Linked DNA regions of Gossypium hirsutum: regions 2 and 3 are each linked to region 1. The links are chromatin contacts, called in public Hi-C maps. All regions are on one chromosome and are shown on one strand. Each heading gives the region's core, a stretch centred on a gene start, on an enhancer-like site or on the middle of the called end of the contact. The rest is flanking DNA. Distances are from core to core; before and after follow the strand shown.

The links. A called contact is a pair of places that touch in the nucleus more often than the background predicts.
Region 2: a contact with region 1 is called in a Hi-C map of leaf, with 7 times the contacts expected there. The contact joins the promoter of LOC121203658 here to the promoter of LOC107932930 in region 1. A contact is called at or near these places in 4 of 34 Hi-C or Micro-C datasets (all in leaf).
Region 3: a Hi-C map of leaf shows a contact between it and region 1, with 2.4 times the contacts expected there. The contact joins the promoter of LOC107941838 here to the promoter of LOC107932930 in region 1. A contact is called at or near these places in 2 of 34 Hi-C or Micro-C datasets (both in leaf).

What each region holds. Positions count from the first base shown.
Region 1 is chrA07:16,273,675-16,276,565 of Gossypium_hirsutum_v2.1, reverse strand. It overlaps LOC107932930 (receptor-like protein kinase HERK 1), which reads left to right and starts at 1,439. Exons shown (of 1, transcript XM_016865052.2): 1 at 1,439-2,891. The coding sequence starts at 2,142.
Region 2 is chrA07:16,467,652-16,470,715 of Gossypium_hirsutum_v2.1, reverse strand. LOC121203658 (protein SODIUM POTASSIUM ROOT DEFECTIVE 2-like) reads right to left here and starts at 1,621. Exons shown (of 2, transcript XM_041074088.1): 1 at 1,336-1,621; 2 at 750-1,149. The coding sequence starts at 1,621. The coding sequence ends at 989. It overlaps LOC107941848 (60S ribosomal protein L23A), which reads right to left and starts at 329. Exons shown (of 4, transcript XM_016875474.2): 1 at 204-329; 2 at 49-92. The coding sequence starts at 61.
Region 3 is chrA07:16,484,617-16,487,316 of Gossypium_hirsutum_v2.1, reverse strand. LOC107941838 reads left to right here and starts at 1,433. Exons shown (of 2, transcript XM_016875462.2): 1 at 1,433-1,593; 2 at 1,769-2,700. The coding sequence starts at 1,558. The coding sequence ends at 2,599.

The DNA of each region.
Region 1 (2,891 bases), core at 190-2,689:
TTGTGTTGGGTTTCTTAAGTTAGTGAGTTGGGTTGGTTTGTATTATTTTTTTTTTAAATTAGTGAGTTGGGTTTAGTTTGGTTTGAAATATTAAGTTAGTTGGGCTGAGATTATTTTGTAATAGGCTGAAATGATTTGAATCTTTTGTCTTTATGTAAATTTTATGTGGGCCAAGCAAAAATTTAGTCTAAAAAAGACGAAAATAAATTTTAAAATAGCTGGGTCAACCCGACCCTATTTGCGGCAATCTGATCCAGTGACGATCACCAACAAAGGTCCATTTCAGCAACCCGAGGAGAAAAGAAATTAATTTCAGTAACCCATAACATTGGGCTTCGGTATATTCTTACCCTTTTTATTATTATTTACCCATTCCAATTTAATATATATTTTAGATCACATATTATTGCAACGTTATTATTAGTTTTTTTTATTTTAGAAATATTTTTATTTTCTTTTAATTAATTTCAATAAATAAGGCAACGTGTCGATTTAACATTAAGTCTTTGATTTCATCGCTATGTTGGGTGAACATCATTGGCTCGTGTTAAAAATGGGACGTCCTTTTAAAAAAAATCGAAAAATTTAAAAATTCTCGTGTTTTGAAATAGGATAATTATTTTAGTGATTATTGGTAAGTGATCAAATTTTATTTTCAAAATGTAGATGAGGATATGTAATTTGTCAAAATTCTAGTGTTGTAAATTTTTTGTGTTTTTTATAAAAAAAATTCGGGTTTCAAAAATTTTCGTGTTTTCAAAAATTTTCGTTTTTTTTAATTTCTCAGGTTTCAAAGATTCTCAGGTTTTCAAGAATTTTTGTGTTTTCACAATCTCTCGGGTTTTAAAAAAATATTTTCAAGTTTCAAAATTTTCGTGTTTTCAAAATTCTCGTGTTTCAATAGGATCATGATTAAATATTAAATTGAATTCATTTTTTTTTTGAAATTAAAGACAACGCGTGTTTAAAGGGATACCAATTTTGGGCGTCGCGAGGGTGCCAATACCTTTCTCGTGCGTAACTGACTTCCGAATCCTATTTTTTTCTGGATTTTGACGTAGACCTAAACTCGACCTTTTTTTTACTCAAAAATATTTTTTTCTAAAAAGAAGATTTATTAGATTTCCGATCACATCTAGAAGAAAAGATTAGTGACGACTCCCCTTTTTTAATAAAATCGAAAATTAATTTTCAAATTTTCAAAAATCGTCTCAATTAACAACCAAAATAAATTTTTACGTAGCTACATAACCCTCCCACAAAACGTTTTATTTCATTTCTTATAATTTTCAGTTTCAATTTATTTATTGAAATTTGATATCAATTATTAAACAAAAGGAAAGAGATTGACATCAATCCATTAAAACTTAAAAAGACTTTAAAGTTTATAGAGGAAGGCATTTGCTTTTCCCCAGTCACCGCTCAAAACCACCCCCAACTAGCAGGATGGAGAGTAAATAACCTTTATGTTACTAGAAAACTTAAAACTCTGTTTTCTACCCACCGTCATTAAAACCCATAAAGACGCCTCTCTCTCCATAAATTTCCTAACTTTAAATTTGCTCTTATCTCTTCTGCATGTTATTGTTTTGTTTTTATTGTATTCACTTTACATCTATCGTTGATTTACCAAACCAGAAATTAGACATTTAAACAGTGTTTTTCTTATTATTTGTTCTGCTTATTCGTATTTTTGTTACACCACCTTTAGCCTCTTTGTGTTCTGTTTATTTAAGAATATGAACCAAAATGGGGAAAAAAAAATAGAAACAATTAAGTGGGAGACGTTGTAATCTAGTTTGAAGTTAAACCCGCTTATGTATGCACCCTGCTCTATCTGCATTGGAAATTGCAACGAAAACTCTGCCAAATTTCCATTACGGCTGCATAGAAGATTTGATTTTTTGAGTCTGGTTCATCTAAAATTCAAAGGTTTCATCTTTTCATCTCTTTGATTCGGTTCTCTTTCTGTTTCTTTGTTCCAGCTTTTGTCTTTAATTCAGATCTCTTAGTTGTTGTTTCTTTAATTTCTATTATTGTTTGCTATTAATCCATTTGTAGTTTATGTAAGAATCCAGGATTTCAGTTCCTGTTAAGATTCAAAGCTTTGGTGTTACTGTTACTTGCTAGGATTTGAAAAGATGGGTTGTAAGATAATTGAATTGCTCATCTGGGTTTCTTCAGTCTTATGTTTTCAATGCTTTGCTAGAGGGTTTACACCAGCAGACAACTACCTTATTGATTGTGGATCACTAGCTAATAGTACAGTGGGTGGTCGAGTTTTCATGGCTGATGACTTAGCCTCTAAACTCCTTTCTACACCACAACGTGTTGTTGGGAACACTTCGAAATCAATCATCTCTTCTGCCGTTTCACGGCTCTATCAAACAGCTAGAATCTTTACCGGTGTTTCTAAGTATACATTTCCAATCAGCCAACGGGGGAGACTCTGGATTCGCCTTTATTTCAGTCCATTTGTTTATGCTACTTACAATATGAGTTCGGCAAAGTTCGATGTTTCCACTGAAAACCATGTCCTTCTCAGCAGTTTCAGTGTTGGAGCTCATCTTGTCAAAGAATTCTCTGTTAATATCACCACCGATAGCCTTGCCATCATATTCACTCCTTCAGAGAATTCATTTGCTTTTATAAATGCCCTGGAAGTTGTTTCAGTTCCTGATCAGCTCATTCCAGACCACGCCCGTACTGTTAAATCATCAGTGGGATTCCAAGGCTTGATGTGGCAGGCACTGGAGACGGTTGCTAGGGTGAATATGGGGGGACCTATGGTGTCCTTCAAGAACGATACCCTTCATCGAACATGGGTGCCTGATCAGAGTTTCCTTATAGAAAAGAATCTTGCATCAACTGTATCAAATACTAGAGCTGTC
Region 2 (3,064 bases), core at 372-2,871, 190 kb before region 1:
GAAGCAGAGTATAATGTTCAGAATCAATAAAATTCAAATCCAAAATACCTTTGGGGGCCATTGGTTGCGGCTGCCTCAAACCCTTGTAAACCCTAAAGCAGAACAAAGAAAATCAATTTTTATATATAAAAAAGCCGAAATCACTTCGAAACAGAAAATAGGGAAATGAAAAATATAAGATAAAATAGGGCAGCAAGAGAGACCTGTCGATGAAGAAGCGGAGCCGTTAGGGTTTGCTAGTAACAGGCGAAGAAGAAATTAGGGTTTATATAGATAGGGTTTTCAAATTCACTCTAGTTTCCAGTGGCTCAAAGTCACGGGCCAAGCCCACTGTATCCAAAAACAATATAACACAGATAAAGGCCTGGGTTAGTTTTTTCCAGTTCAAGCCGTTTGTAGTCATTTTACTTTTGTTTTTAGGAATTTAGTCACTTTATTTTTTCAGATTTTTAAATTTAGGTTTAATTTTTAATATTATTAAATTTATTTTATTAGATTAAAGTTCATTAAAATGTCATTTTTTCAGTTATAATGCCAACAAAATGAGTTTTTTTTTTAATTTCAAAATGTAACACCAATAATTTTAATAATGTTAACAATCGGATCTTAATTTTAAAATCTAAAAGGTAAAAGGACTAAATTCTCAAAATAAAAGAATATGGATCAAATTTTAAGTTTATGAAGAGTACATAGACCTATGACATAATTAACCAAAAACAAATTATAAAAGAGAGGGGTTACCCAATTTAGGGTTTTCTACAATGCAATATTAATCCAATTTAGGGATTACTCAACATCCTCTTTATCTTTGAATAATCTAAATAAAACAAAGGTTATGATACGATAATAATCCTAAAAGCTTACATCGGATTAATTTACGTTACGGTTTTGTATATAAGCATGCATGTAGACATGGGATCCACACCAACTGCAAATTCTTATAGCATTATTAGAGATTACATCCAGCAGGTTTGGAATTCGAGTAATATTAATCAGTAATTGGTTTGACCACGGGTGGAGATGCAGATGGAGATGACCAGAGCCGGGCATTCTTCACCTTGGACACGCTTTCTAGAACGCTTGAAGGTATTACATCGCCAATTACCGTCACTTTCTTTGTGGCCAAATCTATACTAAATGATGTCACTCCTGCAAACAAAACAAATGTTGAATAACACCATGTCTACCTAGCTTCTAATATGATACTGCATTTTTCTTTACGACCAATAATAACTACTTTGGGTTTTATGCTTTGCTTTAACATTAAGAAACATGTTACAAAAGCATGGTCAGATAATATAAGCAAAAGCTTTTCAATCTGTTGCTGAAACTGACCTTCCATTTTCGGGATTTGTTTCCTTACTTTTCCTTTACATCCTTTGCAGTGGATTGATACCCGCAAAACCACCACATGCTTAGGCTTTGCTGGGACATGGTCAGAGTCTGATAAACAATCGATAAAGGGCCTATCACTTAGAAGATATCTGGTGGAACCGTTGGTTGGAGGACTAGTTAGATCATGAATATGGGCTGAGCTTTTACGACGTACATCACTTGGCTTAACAGGCTTGTTTCTAGTCGTAGGAATTATAGGCGCAGTTGTGATGAGCAAGGTGAATATGGTTTAGACTTTTGAGGATCAAGAGGCCTATGGCCATGGCGGACCATGGAGCGATGGTCCAAGCGTGAGCAGGTGGCTATGGAAGCTGGAGAAGCACAGAAAAGATGCATTCCCTTCATGACACACTGAAGTTTTGTTGAAGTAAATATGGTATAGTTTTGAGGAAGAAAAGCTGAAATAGAGTTACAAAAGAGTAATAAAGGATCTTGATAAGGCCAACTAATCCGTTTTTGTAATAGGTGGATTAAGGAGAGAGAAAGGGAAAGAGAGGGAAAAATTTTAAATATGGGTAAATTACATTCAATGTAGTAAGTTTAATTTTAAGAAGTTACAAAATGGTCGCTAAATTTTTAAAAGTTTTCATTTAAGTCACTAAATTATTTGGAATTTTTAATTAAGTCATTGGCTATTGAGATTTTTTTTCCTTAAAAAAAACTCTAGTTAGCAAGCTCCAAACGACGATTCGACAATCGATATGGTGAATCAATATTCATCGACAAGTAGAAGAACATTCTTTAGATCCAAACCGATCTGACGATCAGTGTCAGAGATAAAAGAAGAAAGTTGTTTGGATTTTAGTTCACAGATTCCAATATTCAAGGTTGTTTCATAGAAAAAAATAAACTGTAATGTAAAAGAGAAGGGGAACGTGAGCGTTGTTCTATTAGTGTAGGCAGTACAAATAGAAACAGTCATACAACGCCTATTTTAATAGTCCAGTAACTTAAATGAAAACTTTCGAATAGTTTATTTGTCATTTTATAACTTATTAAAATTGAGTAATTAAAATGTAAAGTTACTAATAATTTAATCACCTTAGATATACTTATAAATAAATTATAAGGCAAGATTTAATCCAATTTATTCATATGCAATTATTTTGTACCATGTTTTTAAAGTGGTGACGTAAAATTGAAATTCTCAATTTAGTCTATTAACACTCCAGTAATCTGATTCAGTCTATTAAAATAATATCAAAATTTGAATCCCCATGATGATTAACAATAGACCGGGGAATATGGGATGGGCACCGGCAGAGCGGAAGCAGCTTCACAATATGTATAAATTAATCCTATTTTATTTCAATAAACTAAGATATCCATTGTTATTCTCTAACTTATTCATGGTAATTAATATAAAGGACGACCCACTTCATTTGTTCTCAGTTTCATTGTCCTTCTCTTGTGACCTCTATCACTTTCATTTCATGCAACTTTTTGTAATAAAAAACAGTAGATAATATTGTGGGTAACCACTGGTCAACAAGTTGTTCTTTCTCCTACGTCCAACAATTATACTTGTATGTTAATAATATTAATCTTAGTTTAGCATTTCTCAAAAGTATTCTTGAATTAGAAAACGCTTTTAAACAAAAAATTAAAATTTTCTATTTTTATTCTTGATTAAAAAAATATTTTTGCAAAACATTTTTTTTAAATAATT
Region 3 (2,700 bases), core at 184-2,683, 210 kb before region 1:
CTAAAATATTTAATTTTAAAAAGTTAAGTGACTAAATTGAAAAATTAATAGTTAGGGGATCAAAATAAAATCAAAAACATAGTTGAGTGGCTATTTTTATAATTTACCCTAAAATTTTTAAATAAAACAACTAAAAAGCCATTACTTGAAATGATGGGTATTAAATCTACCAATTTTAAATTTCATGGCGAAAAGCAAAATAAATTCGTAGATAAAAAAGTAGTGCAAATCCAAGGAAGACTAGGTACCATAGAATTAAAATTTGTTGTCACCAAGGTAACATCGTGAGCACAACTTATGCAATCCTACAAGAAATATATATATATTGCAAAATAATAGAATAAAAACAAGTATAAATATAAATATATATAGAAGAATAGAATTAGTAACCAAAATTGTATCGAATATGTAAACCAAAGCTGATGATTGCTTTGCCCTTCAGTCGAGTTGCAGCCCGCCCCACACTAGCTCCTGTCTCCACCATCTTTTTCATCTTCTAACTTGGCAAACCTTTACTACTCCCTGCCATACTTGTCGCTGCCAAAAAATAAGATTAATTGGTTCTTACCAAATTCATCAAATTAATTGATTTTATTTTTAATTGGAGTCATTAAATGCTAGCTTATCATTTTAGTTAAGAAAACAGTGGGCAAAACTTCATACACTCGAGGTCTAATTTAAATATCCCTCCCTCCTCAACAAAAATAGAGTAAAAGCATTAAAATCAAGATCATGAAAGTTATAAAACATAATTAAAACTAAAAAAAAAAATACCAACCAATGATTTTATTATACACTTGAATTAAGTTTCAATCTTAAAATTATAATTTTTAAAAAAAATTTATTTATATTTACTCTCAATCAAAATATAATTAATCTCAATTCATAAAACGGATAAACACACTTTTAATTATAATAATAATAAAAAAAAGGTAAGAAACCGTTAGGAAGGGAAACCGTGTGAAGTATACAAGGAAAATGATAAAACCTAGAAACATCCGTTTCTTGTACGAGAGTTAAACTTTATTCTAAGCTCTCGGTGGCAAACAATTCGAATTTCATCCAATTTAAATTTCACATGAAATCGATTTTAAAAACAGACCAATTATTTTTTATTTAAAAAATACGAGTTGAAATTAAAGTTGGAAATATTTTATAGTATGTAAATAAAAAATAAAAAAATGAAATGGAAAAAATATATAATATAGGGACATTCTATAAAATTTGAGGTTTTGATAGGTCGACCTAAAAAAAATAGGAAGCACATAGTAATAGTAATAAAGAGGAAGAAATGGAAGGAGAGGGAGAAGAGTACTGAAAAGGTGGGAAAGGGTTTAATGGGATTTATTTATGTATGTATTATCCAATAGGAAAGTTTTAACATTGCGTGAGTGATAAAACGAGAAAAAAGAAGGGCCATCTCTTTCTCTTGTCTTTATTTGCATTCCATTGTTCTATAAATGTCTGCCTTTTCTTAACTCCCTTTCTCAGTATTTCTGATATTTTCCTCCTTTTTCTTTTCTTTGCATTCATTGTGTTTATTTTTTTCCCCGGCAAATGGAAGACTTGAGTCCCTTGTGGAACTATCAAGAGGTGGTCTTACTTGCTTTATGTTAATATTTCTGGTTCAATATTCTATGATTTTTTTTTTAAATATAGGTCTAATTTGGGTCAACATGTTCCCACTGAAACTATAGGGTTTGGCAAGTGCAATTTTGATGAAGTCTGAAACTAACCCTTTTTCCTTTTCTTTTTTCTGGTTAAACAGGATTTTGATGAACTGAAACTCAAGCTTCAATACACTAGTATTGAGATAGAGTCGGTGAAAATGGAAGCGAATGAACAAATAAGGAAATACAGGGATGAAGTGAACCATTTGGTAAATCTTGTAAAACTTGCTTGCCAAGAAAGAGATGAAGCAAGAGATCAGGTCGAAAAGCTAGTTAACAAGTTAATGGCTTCTTCTTCTTCGTCTTCTTCTTCTACAATCCTCCCTCAATCCCAGCCTGAAAATCTGCTTATGATTGCAGCAGCAAAAGCAAACTCCAGCATGACTGAATCAAGCAGTTTGTCAGAGACGTATAATCATCACCCCTCACATGGGTCTTCCCCAGTAGATTCCTTGTTTGATGCAGTTACTTCACCAGATTTTTCAAGCATTAATAATAACATGGCCGACAACAGTTTGATTGATAACCTTGCAAAGGGGAAAACTTTGCCTGAAAAAGGGAAGCTTTTGCAAGCTGTAATGGAAGCAAGCCCTCTTCTTCAAACACTTCTCGTTGCTGGGCCCCTTCCTCGATGGCGAAATCCCCCACCGCCTTTGCGAACTTACAAAATCCCACCTATTTCCATCAAAGCTTGTCATTCTAAACTTGATAACCAGAAACCAGGTGCCTGTCCCAATCCCAGTTCTACTGTTTTTGTAAAACAATTGAACAACTCATCGCCAATGTGCCCTCAAATGATTCGTGGGTCTGGTCAGTCATGTTCAGTCGCTATGTTGGATTTTGCAGCTTCTGGTTCTGCTCCTGAGCTGAGCAATGGTGCTAACTCTCAAATCTCATTCCTAGCAGGAAAGCGCCAAAGGCTTCAATGAGTTGAAAGTAGGTTTCCTTCAGTTTTGTAAACGTTAAAATCAATGTGAGGGTGATGGTGTACATTGGATACGCTTTTTAGAGGATTAATTTGGATGATTTT